5 separate regions of the Mus musculus genome follow, and all the other regions are linked to region 1. The links are chromatin contacts, called in public ChIA-PET, Hi-C and HiCAR-type maps. All regions are on one chromosome and are shown on one strand. Each heading gives the region's core, a stretch centred on a gene start, on an enhancer-like site or on the middle of the called end of the contact. The rest is flanking DNA. Distances are from core to core; before and after follow the strand shown.

Region 1 (2,700 bases), core at 92-2,591:
GCAAATGCTGGTTGCAATGAGACGAGCTTGCTGCAGGACTTTGTACCTGTAGAGGACTCTAAGCCATTGTTCTGAGCGTGGTGTTGACACTATAACACTGTATCCGTGTGGGTTTGGAAATGAGTGCATCCATGTTTGTGAAGGTTTGGAAGAGCTAGGGCAAGCTGGAGTCATGACATCACAGGAAAACAAATGGCCTGGAAGTTTATTGTGGCCAATGCAAACCTGTGTGGGCTGTCACCCTCTTAGGGGAAATTCTAGCTATTGCTTAGCACTGGAGGAAATACTGCAATGGTACCTGTGTGTGTGGTAGTGGTGGTCTGTGTGGGAGGGAGTCCTCTCTTCATGTCACCTTTATATACACAGGGACTTCCAGGTGAGCAGCCACAGGCCCCTGAGCAAGCTGAGAAGGTAATATCCCACACTGTTCTTTGAACAGCTTCAGCAACGGTAAGTGTATCCCAGACTTTTATCCTGTCTCAGAGCTCATGGGTCAGCTCCCAAGGGTTGTGACCTGAAGCCAGTACTTCAAGAGCCTGCTCCTGCTTTAAATACAAATTACATGGCTTGGAGTTCCCCTCCATCTTCCCTGAAAGCAAACAGAATGAAAAGATATCTAATCTAAGAATCTTTTCATTCATGAGCACCCTTTTGCACCTAGCACTGGGCAGAAATGAGGAGCCAGGGACAAAATAAGGGGTTGGAGGGTCAGCTTGGATCTTTGGGGAATGTCAGGTCAACAAACAGGTGAAGTGTCAGAAGAAAAGTACTTGGTGGTGATTCTTACAGCATCCTCTGGGTCTGAAGAGACCGTGTAGACCTCTGCCAGTATGTTTGGCACAGAAGCCAAAGTCTAGGTTGAATTGAAAGGGCAAATGTGTCATGGTGACTAGTGGCCAAGGGGGCACACACAAATCCTTGGAGTACAAGAAATTACAATGGCCCTCTTATTTTGAGGAGGCACCCTCAAGATAATAAAAGGGCACTGTTATTTATCCTCTGGTGCCCCCATCTTCTGTGCAACCTCGGCACTGGTAGCCTTCAGGCCAGCCCATAATGCTGCCCCACTGCAGCTTAATTAGAGCATCAAAACGTACAGGAGGAGATGAAGCAAAGAAGGCTGGGACACGTGCACAAATCCTGCTGACCACCTTGGATTTCTTCCTGTTACCATAGCTCTGGTAGACTGCAGAGATTTGAATCTTGGATATGGAATCGAACTCCAGCTTTAGGCAAGTTAATCTCTGAAAGCCTCCAATTCCCTGGTTGTCAAATGGGGATATGAATCACCGCTGCCAGGCAGTGGAGTTGGCAGGGTGAGAGAGACAGCGTGGAAGGCAGACAGGGTTCTGCAGAGTCAGTGCTTAAGGAAATGTTACCGCTGTTGTTCAGCTCTCCTGCGGTGCTATGCCCTCTGTCCTCTGCATATCATCAATAGTCACACTGCACTGACAGTCTCTTTCCCTAGTCGGTGTTATGAACAGAGAAAGTGTGATGAGTGCTATTTGCTTAGTTCTCCCTAGAAATTCTAACACCAGGTTATTGTTCCTTCCTACCCGCCCACCCATTACTAATTGCGAAACCCATCATGGTCACCGTAGGCTTTTGTGCACGGGAGAATCGTGACTATACGAGTCTTCTTTATCTAGGGACGTGATTTATCATAAAGACTTAAGTAGTTTATAAGCTTTTGTGTCTTCATTTGTCAGCAGCCCTAATTCTCTTATTTCCGTGGAAATTGCTCTCAGGCTTCCAGATCTGTCTTTCTGCTCTGGCCCCAGGGATGTTATATTTCACTGGCCGTTGAAATCAGTGCCTGTCATTTTCCAGGCTGACGCTGCTCACTGGGTGAGTCAGTTGTTTGGGTATGAACAGCAAAGCCTCGGATGCAGCTGCCAAAAGGGTGTGTTTGCCTTCACTTCCGGGGACTCTCTCTCAGCTGCCACCTAGTGGTGAGTTTTATGCCGGTAAAACATGGCTCGGGAGAAGCCATTCATAAACATTCCTGGTAATGAGACCCTCTGACGCTGGGAGTCATGCCAATGTCAGCGCGATAAATATTTATTCATCTTTGTAAATGACTCCACATGATTCGGAGATACTGGTGGCTGCTTTGGAAAGAAATTCCATGTTATCGTTCTCAAATAAGAATTGTAGAATTTTTCCAAATGTAGTAATAGTTCTTTTCTTCAAAATGTACCCCAGCAGAGAAAGAATTAGGCTGACACCAAGGGGGTGAGAGTATTGTTAATATTAGCTCAGCCTTTAGAATGTGCCAAACTCTAGTCTAAATAATTACACTATCCCATTTACTGCATTTCAGTCCTGACGTATCTGCAATAATATCAAAGTAATTATCTTTCTAGGCTGCTATCGTTGCTGTGGTTGTTATTCTGCAAGTGAGATAATTAAGGTTTAGAAGAGTCTAAAGTCATTTAACTGACAAGGGACAGGACTGGAATTCTAACCAAGCTACCTGACATCGGCATGTTCTTGACTCTTCCCATCATAATGGATGCTCTTTGCGTCTGTGTTCCTTCGTGATTCCAGCATCGGCTCATCTTCCAAACATCTATGAAGTCCCAGGATTGGCCCCATTGGTCCGATGTGATCTCTGCTGGCTGCCTTCCTTTTATGAAGGACTTATATACTCGAGGAGAGGACAAAGAAAAGCAAAACAAGAAGTTTTTGTGTGCGTTG
Region 2 (2,700 bases), core at 96-2,595, 140 kb before region 1:
ACAAACAAGCAAAGTCCTCTAAGCAACAACAAAGAAGACAGCTTTCTGAGTCTTTGAATAAACTATCTTATCTGAACTTATTTTCTTTGAATTTCATGAAGATGTCATTTCATGGAAATGTTGTCTGTGTAACATATCAAACTATAGCATCTAAAATAACATTTAGTGCATACTAATGTGCTCTAGTTACTTTTTCTGTTGTAAGGATAAATACTTTGATAAAAAGCAACTTCAGGAAGTGTTTATTTTGGCACACAGTTGCATCACGGTGGGAAAGTTAAAGCAGTAGGAACCAGAAGTTGTTGGCAACATCACATCTATAGGCAGAGAGATAAATGCCTGTGCGCAGCTCCCTTCTTCCTTTGAATACAGTCTAGAATCTCAGTCCAGGGTATGCTGCCACCCACAGTGGACCAGTTTTCTCATCTTTCTTTAACCCAGTCCACCACAGGCATGCCCATAGGTCTGCCTCCTAGGTGATTCTAGACCTTATCAAGGTGACAATTAGTATTAGCCATCACACAAGTTTTCAGAGTGTTAATTCTTGAGACGTCAGAATTACTAAGACTAAGGCTTATTTTCCCATATTGAAGATCTTCCCACTTGGGTTTCAAGCCTCTCCACTGTGAGGTTTGAGAACTGGAGTGATTGAGAAGTTGTTAAACTGCTGATCCTTTGCTCCTGGCCATGCTCTCCCCATCACCTCCCCACCGCACCCCTTTCAAATACCTGAGATAAGCAGCCACATTTCCATCTCCTCTAGGCTTAGCCTTTGCACACTGCCACCGTATATGCATTCTGATTGCCTGTTTCTTGGTAAACTGCTGTTGTGTGTGTGGATTGTGTTTGGAGATATGTTCGGTGGTTAAAAGTACTTGTTGCTCTCCCAGAGGACTTGGGTTTTATTCCCAGTACTCACATGGAGTTTACAACCATTTATAAGTCCAATTCTGGGGAGGAGGGGAGATCTAATTCTCTCTTCTGGTCTCCATAGGTGCCATGGTACACAGACACACGTGCATGCAAAACACCCATACAGTGAAAGGTAAAAAATAATGATTTTAGAAATTTTTAAAGAATTTAAAACTGAAACCCCCACAAAAAATACTTTGAAGTATTTGAAGTAGTGAAATTTAAGGTTTTTTTTTTTTTTTAAAAAAAAACAAAGCAAACTTTATGCATTTCTAAAGATGTTTTCTTTTAGTGCATGAAGAAAACAAAATGTACAGGTACATTTGTTATTGTTCATGTGGAGATCCCTGCGAACAATGACATTTTAGACATCATGTTTTCATCTTTCTAAAAACACAGCAGGACAGAGCCCCATTCGACACAGCGAAATAAGTTCCTTAAAAACGTTGGCTAAAGCAGCAGAAAGTGTCTCCTATTTTAAGCACTCACAAACAAGCCCAGTTGGAGAAGAGCTCTCTGAAGATTCAGGCCTCTCTGGTTACTCTATTTTCCAGGTTTCCCTCCCCTGCTTGATTCTCCTGTTTGATAAGAGATCAGGTAACCATGACAACTCTGCACTGTGGCAGGCCTTTGTGTGTGTGTGTGTGTGTGTGTGTGTGTGTGTGTGTGTGTGTATTACATAACTCTGAAAATAAATCTGCTATCTGTTTGACATTTGCTTCCTTTTCTTACAAACTTTTTTTTTCTTTTTAACTCTCAGCACAGTGTATCCTGAAGGAAGCTCTCCACTTGAGAGGATTTTGCTGACAGGAGTGTGGCTTCCTATTAGTGGCATGATGGCTGCACCCTCTGAGGCTCACATTCCCAGCATGGATCCTCCCCATACACACTTCAGACTAAATTATAGCTCTATTATCCAGTTAGTGAAGGCTAGCAAAACCGTGATAGTTCACCGGGGTGTTTTCTAGCCTGAGATTTATGCAGTCTGAGTGTGTGCCATCCAAAATGGAGGCCACTATTACGTGAGCTCTGAAGGTTCACCTCAGAGGCACCGGTTTTATGCCAATGGGAAACATACTCTCGGTTCCTGGCAGATAGAAAGAACTTTTCACTCAATTAGATTTTGATAAGACAGCTTGACCTAATACTCCTTGAAAAATAAAGACTCTAATATAATTTAATATAGGGATATTGGCATGCCAAATGACTAGCTTCTATTATGTGTTCAGAGGAGATTTTATTTTCTGATATAAATCCTAGAAACTTGCTTAGTGATAAGGGTTTTCCTCATAACAAAGCAAATTCTTCAGTTTTCTACATTAGTGGCTATATGTGGCAAGTGACAAGCAGCATAACTCTTGGTTAAATGAGAAAAAGATTAACATCAGGGTCAGAATGAGGCCACTGCTTTCAAAGCAGACCCAGCAGAGACCAGTGCTTGCCTTTACCCACCAGCCTGAGTTGTATCCAGGCAAGCTGTATTGATTAGATGTATTTCCCTAATAGCAATATCCTGCTCTCTCTCTCTCTCTCTCTCTCTCTCTCTCTCTCTCTCTCTCTCTCAGGAACATGCTTGTATCAGGCACACAGAGCTTTCTCCTACATGTCTACCAATTAAGGGTTATTAAGTTTAATGAATTTATTCCACAGCACCCAGCTCTCTAGTATTTATTCAAAAAAAATCTCTTGGGACTTGAGTCTCAGAGCAAAAGATTTCATAAACATGCATATGAATGTGTTAGATGAGGCTGTTTTTGTTGGTTGAAAACAGACAGCGGGTGTGCAACC
Region 3 (2,700 bases), core at 115-2,614, 200 kb before region 1:
GAATATCTTCAGAAAGGTTTTTAACTGTCTTCTATGCTAAGTTAAGCAGTGAGCTGACAGGACCTGGAAGGCATTCAGACTTTTGTCCTATCCACTGGAGCCACCCCTAGCTTGGGGCTAAGGTAGACAGAAGTGTAAGGCTAAGGTTACCCGTCCTGGAGTAGCGCAATGCTCAAGGAGGAGAGCCTGCAAAACCAGTCAGCTCCATGTTTGGTTTCAAATCGAAATATTTCCAAGGCCTCACTTACTTGGCACCCAGCTACAGTACAATGTCTACAAGAAGCATTGCTGATGTGAAGAGAAACCTGAAGAACTCTCATTAGGCAAACATCCCACCAAGGAGTGTACAGGAGAATATAAGAGAACTTGAATATATGGCCTCACCCATCCACCTGGAGTAAGAGATGCCTTAACAAAATATTGTACTATGTTTGATCATGTTTTATCATTGGTCCATGCTGGTTCATTTTACCCATCCATCCCCTGAGGTATGGATATATAGATGGTTAGATATTCCTCCTACACACTATGCTTGCTTCCACACAACTCACAGGATTCTGCTATGCCTATTTCAGGAAGAAAAAACTGAGTTCTAAGGAGTTTGCATAGCTTAGATAGAATAAGTAACGGTAAATAGCACAGTTGACCCTCTGTAATGAATTCCACGGGATTCCTACTACTGTTTCCTTGTAGACAATGGAGGCCAGAGGTGTCTTGCCTCTTTGTGGGTTCCTCTCCATTGCTCCAGGACTTCTTGGTGAACTTAGACCCATGCAATAAATACTTAGTACTCTTTGGGAGAGACATATTAGGATATTGGGGAGCAGAAACCTAAAAGGTGCTTCCTTGGCCTTCAGAAACTTTGATGAGGAGAGGACATTCACAGAAACGTCAGCATGGAGTGTAATGTGGAGCGCAATAGGGGTGGCTCAGTGCACAAAGGCACCTGGCGTTAAGCCTGAGAATTGAGTGTAATCCCCAAGACCCACAAGGTCAGAGAGACCTTGCTCCCTTAAGTTGCCCTCTGACCTTACACATGCACCACAGAATGTATGCATAGGTAGATGGTAGATGAAATTAAAGAAAGGAATCAAATAAAAACATACTAAAAACTTTTTTAAAGTTACAAATAAAAATATTATTGGGATAGTTGGTGGGGTAAGATTTTTTACTAATGATTTCCACAGAGAAAAGGGGCCAGAGAGGCTCTTCCAAGTAGAGAGGACAGTGAACATAAAAGCACGGGGCTGAGAAAGCCTGAGGCATGCTTCAAGAATCTGGGTTTGAAGTGGATAAAGCTTGGAAGGGCGTTATTGGGCAGAGCATCCGGAAAGGGGAAGGGGAAGCGGGTCTGAAGCTCCTCCCCGCCTGCTCCAGACAGCACACGTGGGTGGTGAGTGTGAGGAAAGACAGCGGGCGGGTGTGGAGCTATGTCCTGTTTTGCAGCCTGGGCAGAAATGCATCTGGCAATGCTCTCCTCCTGTGTGAAGGGAGGGAGTGTTAGAGTTTTTGCAGCCAAGTCCTTTCCATCCCTGGAGGAGCAGCCAGAGGGCCTCATGTCTGATGCTCTTGACTGGGTGATGCCACATGGCTGTGCTTCCGAGGTTCAATGCTTTTTCTCCATGACGATGGTTTCTCTTACACCATAGGTCAGGTCAACCTTATTCTTATGTCTACTGGTCACATGATCTCCCTTTGCTGCTGCTTGCTTAATAAACAAATTATTTTCAGTCCTCTGAGTGGGGCTATAACTTTCTTGAGGATATGAATAAATTCTTACACTTTTTTTATTTATTCTCCTGAGCAGGGAAAGACACACAGTAGGCTTGCAAAGCAAAAATATAAACAAAACAAACCAAAAACGAAATGATGACAACAACAAAACAGGTTATACTAGCCTGTTTCCTTCCACACAGAATGCCCAAATAGCAAGTATTTATATAGCAAATTGTTTAATCCTCTTAGTATTGTAAGAAGTCAAATATTTAGATTTTTTCTTTAAATTAGTGTAATTAATTACGTGAGTATTTGAGCTGCTAACAAGGTACAGACATGTTCAAAGTAATTGCTCCCTATGTCCACTTCCTGGCCAATATTTTACCAGGCCCTGAGTTATATAGCCTAGAAATCAAGTTTGTCCTTTACTACCGAATCATGACAGGACCAGAAGAAAAGTTTCTTGTTGTTTAATCAGCAGGAGTACTGGGGAAGCAAGAAAAAAATGCTATTGTGTGATAAGGGTCTGACTACAGACCACCAAGCAGGCACTTCGAGAATATGATCACATATACTTCTAGGGAGAGAGAGAGAGAGAGAGAGAGAGAGAGAGAGAGAGAGAGAGAGAGAGAGAGAAAGAGAGAGAGAGAGAGAGAGAGAGAGAGAAAGAAAGAGAAAGAGAGAGAGAGAGAGAGTAGACGGCAGTGTTCTGTGCTAAGCCTGGCTTAGAATGAAGTCAACGGCAGGAAAACTCTCACATGAGTCACAGAATCACCAAGTTTGTACATGTTTACTTTCTCAGTCTTTCGTTTCTCTCTCCTCCCAGTAAGGGCAATCGCAAGATGAGGCAGGAAACCAAATCGAAGAATAATAAGAAGCCATTGGATTATCATTTTGGTTCTATCTTCCTTATTTGAAAGAAGAAAAAAATAGGTTCAAGAAAAAAGAGGAAAAAATAGAGAAAAAGCAAAACTGACCACATAG
Region 4 (2,700 bases), core at 31-2,530, 130 kb after region 1:
AGAGGTAGGTGGATCTCTGAGTTCCAAGCCAGGCTGATCTACAGATGAGTTTCGGGACAACCAGAGCTATACAGAGAAACCTGTCTCAAAAACAAAACAAAATAATAACAAAAACGGCAAAAATTTTAAAAAATTTAAAATTTAAAATAAACCTAAGGTGAGCAGCTGCCTGAGAACTAGTGGAAGCGTGACAGGTTTTCTGGTCTTCACATGCATGCATGCACATAAACTTGTACCTGCCACACACACACACACACACACACACACACGCACACGCACACACACACGCACACGCACACGCACACGCACACACACACATCTATGCATACACATGAAGAAAAGAAAATACTTTAAAAATCCCTTCTATATAAACACCGTTGGGGCTGGGGACCATATTTGAGCCACTACAAGAGAGACATAGTTGCATAAATGCCTATAATCTCAGCACTTAGGAGGCTGGGGCAGGATGTCTCCTGAGAGGCTCTGCCAGAGCAGATGTTTGCAGCCAACCATCAGACTAAGCACGGAGACCCCAATGGAGGATTAGGGGAAGGACTGAAGGAGCTGAAGGGGTTTGCAGCCCCATAGGAAGAACAACAATATTAACCAACCAGACACCCCCCCCAGCCCCCAAGATCTCCCAGGGACTAAACCACCAACCAAAGAATACACATGATGGGGCTCATGGCTCCAGCTGCATAAGTAGCAGAGGAAGGCCTTATCTTACATCGATGGGAGGGGAAGCCCTTGGTCCTGTGCAGGCTTAATGCCCTAGCATAAGGGGATGCTAGGGTGATGAAGTGGGAGTGGGTGGGTGAGCACCCTCATAGAAACAGGGGGACGGGGAGGGGATAGGGGGGTTTACAGAGGGGAAACCAGGAAGGGGGATAACATTTGAAATGTATATAAGTAAAATAACCAATTTTTTTTTTGTTTTTTACAAAAAGAAAGCTTAAGGCCAGTCTGGGCCATAAAGGAAACCCTGTCTAAAATGAAAATAAATTGAGAGAGATGAGGGAAAGAGGGAGAGAAGGGAAGACAGATAGAGGGAGAAGGAAGGGGAGATGGGAGCAGAGAAAAGCTTTTTAAAAGGTAGAGTCACAGAGAACAGTCCAGCATTTGCTCCCTTCCTGCAGTCATGTGTCTGAGCACTGATACTCCTCACTTGCGTGCCAGGGAGCTGCTTCAAAAATGAAACCAGAAGACTCTTAGCCTGCAGGTGGCTCTGGTAGCCAGAAACAGATGTACGTTCTACAAGGACAGAGAAGTAGGGCAGCATATTTTTTTTTCCAAAACAAAGACTGAGGAAACCACAGCTGCAGTTGGTGGGCAGGCGGCATCCTGGTTCTGAGTTTGCAGCGCCCGAAGGAGGAGTTTTGAGGCCAGAGGAGAGGCGGGGTCACCCAGGAGCCCCCGCATTGTCAAGATTTCAGAGACGTTTCTCAAAGATAAGCGCATTATTATTTTTTTCTAAAAGGAAATACATAAAACTTGGGGTTGAAATTAAAGACTAATGTTTTCTCCCACAATCACATTAATCTCTCTCTCTCTCTCTCTCTCTCTCTCTCTCTCTCTCTCTCTCTCTCTCTCTCAAAGTTGAAAATAAAGAACCATGGTGTTTTGATCTCTGTGCTGTATGCAATGGCAGACATATGCTGGCAAGTTTAAGATGCCTTTTCAGCTACAAATATTAATCACATAGCCGCCTGGCCATGATGGTGCTGGTCTGACGTTCCATAGCCTGGGAGGCTGAAACAGCAGGAATATAAATTCAAGGCCACCTGGATACAGAGCAGGTTACAGGGCAGCCTGAAGCACAAGAAACCTATCCCATTTTGGTGATATCTGCCTCACAGGAAACATAGAGAATTATGCCTTTATTATCTTGCCTTGTCCTGTGAGACAATAAATCCCATTCTCCAAAGACTTACACACATTGGATCCCTACTGCCTCCTTGTGGAATCCCATCAGATGTCCCTGGCTTTTCTAGATTGTCAGATCCCAAGATGGAAGCAGGAATCTGAACCCTGGGCTCCAGGCTTTGTCTGCCAGCACGTTGGAAAAGCAGGGAGCCAGATCCCAGCCCAGACTTCACAAATCCGAACGCTGCATTTATGAACCCCTAGTCTTCACTGTCCTGATGGATTTGAGATAGGTCACCAACTTGTATGAATTAGGGCAGAGTCAGAGTGAGTCTTGGGGCTCTTGTCCTCTTTTGTGAAATGAGGGCATATTGGAGTTCATAGGCTAAAATCAAGGTGTCTGCAGGGCCAGAAAGCCCTGGAAGATAGTGTGTTTTCTTGCCTGCATTTCAGAATCAGCAAAGGCCAGTCATGTGTTCACTCCATGTCACTCCACCCTAACCTCCTCCCTTCAGGCTGTTTTCTGTTGGTATGAACACCCATGAATTTGATTTGAAAAGAGAGGATTCATCTAGGTTTTTCAGTTCTGGGCGCTGCAAATCGAAAATCAGGGAGCCACATCTGGAGAGGCCTGTGCCCTTTTGGTAAGCCAGCCATGATGACACGCATCTCTAGCTGAGAGACCTTTGTGTATAAATCCATTGTAGTTGCTAAATCACAGCCTCATTATGTAGTTCTAGAATCCACCGATGCCATGTATCTGAATTCTCTCTTATGGATCACCTCATATGACCATCTACCGTCTGTTCATTTACTCGTTCGTCCACTCTGTGGTGA
Region 5 (2,700 bases), core at 111-2,610, 240 kb before region 1:
TCTCCATTCAGACAGTGACATCAGAGTCATGTACTACCAAGCTCCCACCCATGTGCTGTCTTGGGTTGTAGCTGGGCTTTACTACTTTCTGGGTTTTTCTTCTTTTCACCCTTTATCCACCCAGTTTCACATCCCTATCACTAGATAAAAGAGAAAGGTATGTAGCTTCTAGTTAGATACTTTACTAGATAAAGGAGAGAGAGAGAGAGAGAGAGAGAGAGAGAGAGAGAGAGAGAGAGAGAGAGAGAGAGAGAGATTGATTCCTGAATCTAATTTTGTTCCTTTTGTTTCTTCCTTGAAGATGACTACTAACAATCCACAACCAACCCCCCTGAGCCACCACTAACCACCATCCCCACCTCTTGGGGCCCTAGCATTTTATATAATCTCTGAAAATTTCCCAGAATTTCAAACGTCATACAATCACAGAAACTATCTGCAGCTGGCAAAAACATGCCTCTGCTAGAACAAGAGGCAAATCATAGTCAGCTGCCGTGAAGCCCCCACCCCCCAGCCCCGCACCTGAGATTGAAACAAAAGCATATTCTTAAAATATTTCTATGTTTTTAAAATATACAAATATTCCAGAATTCTCATTACATTGGGTGTTATTTTAAAGTTTTTTTTAGTTGTAGAAAATAATAGATTCATTAAGTTTTCATGCATGTATATGATATTCTTTGCTGCCCACTATACTCTCTTAACCCTCAGACTTTTCCCTTTTGTTTTCATAGGTTTTTTTTTCCTCCTAAAGTCCCTATATAAGAGAAAACATGTGATGCTTGCCTTTTTGAGTTTGACTTTGCGCACTTCATGATACCGTTGGCTCTTTGTACCCTTGCTGCCATCATGGTGGTTCAGGTCATTATCATGTCTGTCCTTGACCATGAATGCAAGATCTCCTGACTGGCCCACGGACCTCCAACACTTCCCCTTTCAGCCCAGTTTGTGAAAGCAGAGATGACCATGGCATTTCCTGGTTTAGATCCTTCAGTGAGTCATCAGTGATGATGGATCACCACCTGTCACCAGCCTATCTCATTCTGCCTTTCCAGCTTTATCCCCCACCCCAACCCCCCATTTCAGCACATACCGGCCAGATGACACTTCTGTACTTCTCAGCCTCTCATTTACCATCCTGTTTGGGCAGGGTGCATTTCACCTTACTCTGTTTTAAGACACTGTTTCAGTATTGTGTCCTCTAGTGATACTGTTTTCATGGGCAGAGAACATCCCACACTTCTTTTTATTTCTGGGGTAGTTTGTATACATTTGTAGTTTAACTAACATGATATTGTGGGATTATGTGGGTGTATGCGTGTGTGTGTGTGTGTGTGTGTGTGTGTGGTGTATGTTTATATGTATGTGAACGTGTATATGTGTGCGTGTCTGTGTCTGTGTGTATGCATGCATGCCTGTGTATATAGGCCAAAGTAGGGTTTTGTGTGTCCTGCTCTATAACTCTCTGTCATATTTCCTTGAGACAGGATCCCTTATTAAATTAAAGTCTAGGCTGGCAGCCAGCAAGTCCCAGCAATCTTCCTGTCTACTACTCACAGCACTGGGGACACAGTTGTTCAGGAAGCCATTTATTCACGTAGCCATACTTACTAGCAGATCATCTTTTAACTGTTTGGAGTTACATTTTGCTTCTCTCACCTAGACTGAAAGCCACTGAAAGGTGGGGGCTATCCTATTTATGCCTGAGTCTCCAGGCTTAGCTTATTGACCGATCCAGAGTTACCACTCAATACACGGCTGGGTGAAAGTCAGAGTCAGCGGTTTATTGGATTTGCATAGGATACATCTTACTTTCACAATGGTGACAGAAACAACATAACCAGAGTGTTCTTATTACATTGAACTCCATGGAGGAAAGCCACCGACGGGCCTCTAGTTTGCATGGGTTCTGCAGATAAAGTTGTCTAATTCCCCAAAATCCTGAGCGAGAAAAAAACTGTACATTGCTCAGGAGAACAATGTGTTCTTTGACACCAACTGTGAAAGCTTTCAAAACAAAAATGTAAATTTTCTTTGCCTCTAGGCTGTTTTCACTAGTCTTTCTCATTTACGAGCTCACTTGTTTTCTTTATACACAACGGATTTTTTAGAGTACTCTGTTGTTAAGAAGCGTTCGGGCAACCTCTAGTCAACCTATTTAGATTTCAGTGTTCTTATCTGTGTAATGAGGCTAATGGTACTAAGCTGTTCTCCCAGGGATGCTTGATTAAATATGTGTCTTGACACTGCACAGGCCCTGCGTACATCAGCAAGGATTTTCAAAAATAAAATGTCCTATATGCCCAGAAAATGGTTCCATTTGGCATTGTTTGAAGAGCAGGCACATTTCCACAAGGGAACACTTGCACCATCAGCAAGCATTCCAAAATAGATCTGAGGTAAAAAATTGTTATGACTGCAGCTAATGTTTTATTTGGGGTTGATAAGACAGGCAAGTATGTCAAAACATCTCCACCCATTATTTTTAATGGGGGAGAGCAAGCTTTAGTGAAATGTGCAATTCCTATTCTGCAGTCAGTATCCTTGCTGGCAGAAGATGTTCTAGTCTTTTCACCCTACGTATGCTGCATTGGATTTGCCCAGAGTGTCTTCCTTGTTACTTTAAGTGGGACCAGAGCCCAGAATTCCTGTGGTCATGCCCTGCCCAGCATATTTTCCTGTCCTTTAATGGGGCAACAG

Evidence for each region. A called contact is a pair of places that touch in the nucleus more often than the background predicts. ChIA-PET counts read pairs in DNA pulled down with a chosen protein or histone mark. HiCAR-type assays count read pairs that join an accessible place to other places.
Region 2: a Hi-C map of uterus shows a contact between it and region 1, with 2.9 times the contacts expected there. The contact joins two enhancer-like sites. A contact is called at or near these places in 3 of 484 Hi-C or Micro-C datasets (cerebral cortex, myocytes and uterus), 8 of 115 datasets of contacts at active chromatin or transcription factors (CD8 T cells, acute myeloid leukemia, embryonic stem cells and 5 more) and 2 of 9 other capture datasets (adipose tissue and embryonic stem cells).
Region 3: a contact with region 1 is called in a HiCAR-type map of fibro-adipogenic progenitors, with 5 times the contacts expected there. The contact joins two enhancer-like sites. A contact is called at or near these places in 3 of 15 datasets of contacts at CTCF or cohesin (CD8 T cells, the NIH/3T3 cell line and pro-B cells), 9 of 484 Hi-C or Micro-C datasets (the C2C12 cell line, the F1.1 cell line, the N1E-115 cell line and 5 more) and 7 of 115 datasets of contacts at active chromatin or transcription factors (CD8 T cells, the HPC-7 cell line, acute myeloid leukemia and 4 more).
Region 4: a contact with region 1 is called in an RNA polymerase II ChIA-PET map of memory CD8 T cells, with 28 read pairs. The contact joins two enhancer-like sites. A contact is called at or near these places in 4 of 484 Hi-C or Micro-C datasets (the MNK3 cell line, Sertoli cells, brown adipocytes and 1 more) and 1 of 115 datasets of contacts at active chromatin or transcription factors (memory CD8 T cells).
Region 5: a Hi-C map of the N1E-115 cell line shows a contact between it and region 1, with 5 times the contacts expected there. The contact joins two enhancer-like sites. A contact is called at or near these places in 2 of 15 datasets of contacts at CTCF or cohesin (the NIH/3T3 cell line and large pre-B cells), 4 of 484 Hi-C or Micro-C datasets (the N1E-115 cell line, bone marrow-derived macrophages, pancreatic cancer cells and 1 more), 5 of 115 datasets of contacts at active chromatin or transcription factors (acute myeloid leukemia, embryonic basal ganglia, extraembryonic endoderm stem cells and 2 more) and 2 of 9 other capture datasets (adipose tissue and embryonic stem cells).

The regions. Positions count from the first base shown.
Region 1 is chr14:72,981,755-72,984,454 of GRCm38.p6, forward strand. No RefSeq gene overlaps it. Among named protein-coding and RNA genes, the nearest start is that of Gm41208, 31 kb to the right of the region's middle. Within about 2 kb of position 1,342, at least 152 of the 459 cell types and tissues checked have an H3K27ac peak or open chromatin away from gene starts, as enhancers often do. A contact at or near this core is called in the C2C12 cell line, the MNK3 cell line, the N1E-115 cell line and 6 more, where this site is marked.
Region 2 is chr14:72,843,421-72,846,120 of GRCm38.p6, forward strand. All of the region lies in intron 1 of Gm4606 (NADH dehydrogenase [ubiquinone] 1 alpha subcomplex assembly factor 4), which reads right to left. Among named protein-coding and RNA genes, the nearest start is that of Gm41206, 7.1 kb to the right of the region's middle. Within about 2 kb of position 1,346, at least 16 of the 459 cell types and tissues checked have an H3K27ac peak or open chromatin away from gene starts, as enhancers often do. A contact at or near this core is called in uterus, where this site is marked.
Region 3 is chr14:72,781,992-72,784,691 of GRCm38.p6, forward strand. All of the region lies in intron 5 of Gm35218 (a long non-coding RNA gene), which reads right to left. Among named protein-coding and RNA genes, the nearest start is that of Gm35218, 24 kb to the right of the region's middle. Within about 2 kb of position 1,365, at least 75 of the 459 cell types and tissues checked have an H3K27ac peak or open chromatin away from gene starts, as enhancers often do. A contact at or near this core is called in the C2C12 cell line, the N1E-115 cell line, fibro-adipogenic progenitors and 2 more, where this site is marked.
Region 4 is chr14:73,115,866-73,118,565 of GRCm38.p6, forward strand. No RefSeq gene overlaps it. Among named protein-coding and RNA genes, the nearest start is that of Gm35388, 14 kb to the left of the region's middle. Within about 2 kb of position 1,281, at least 152 of the 459 cell types and tissues checked have an H3K27ac peak or open chromatin away from gene starts, as enhancers often do. A contact at or near this core is called in the MNK3 cell line and memory CD8 T cells, where this site is marked.
Region 5 is chr14:72,737,426-72,740,125 of GRCm38.p6, forward strand. No RefSeq gene overlaps it. Among named protein-coding and RNA genes, the nearest start is that of Fndc3a, 29 kb to the left of the region's middle. Within about 2 kb of position 1,361, at least 32 of the 459 cell types and tissues checked have an H3K27ac peak or open chromatin away from gene starts, as enhancers often do. A contact at or near this core is called in the N1E-115 cell line, adipose tissue, bone marrow-derived macrophages and 1 more, where this site is marked.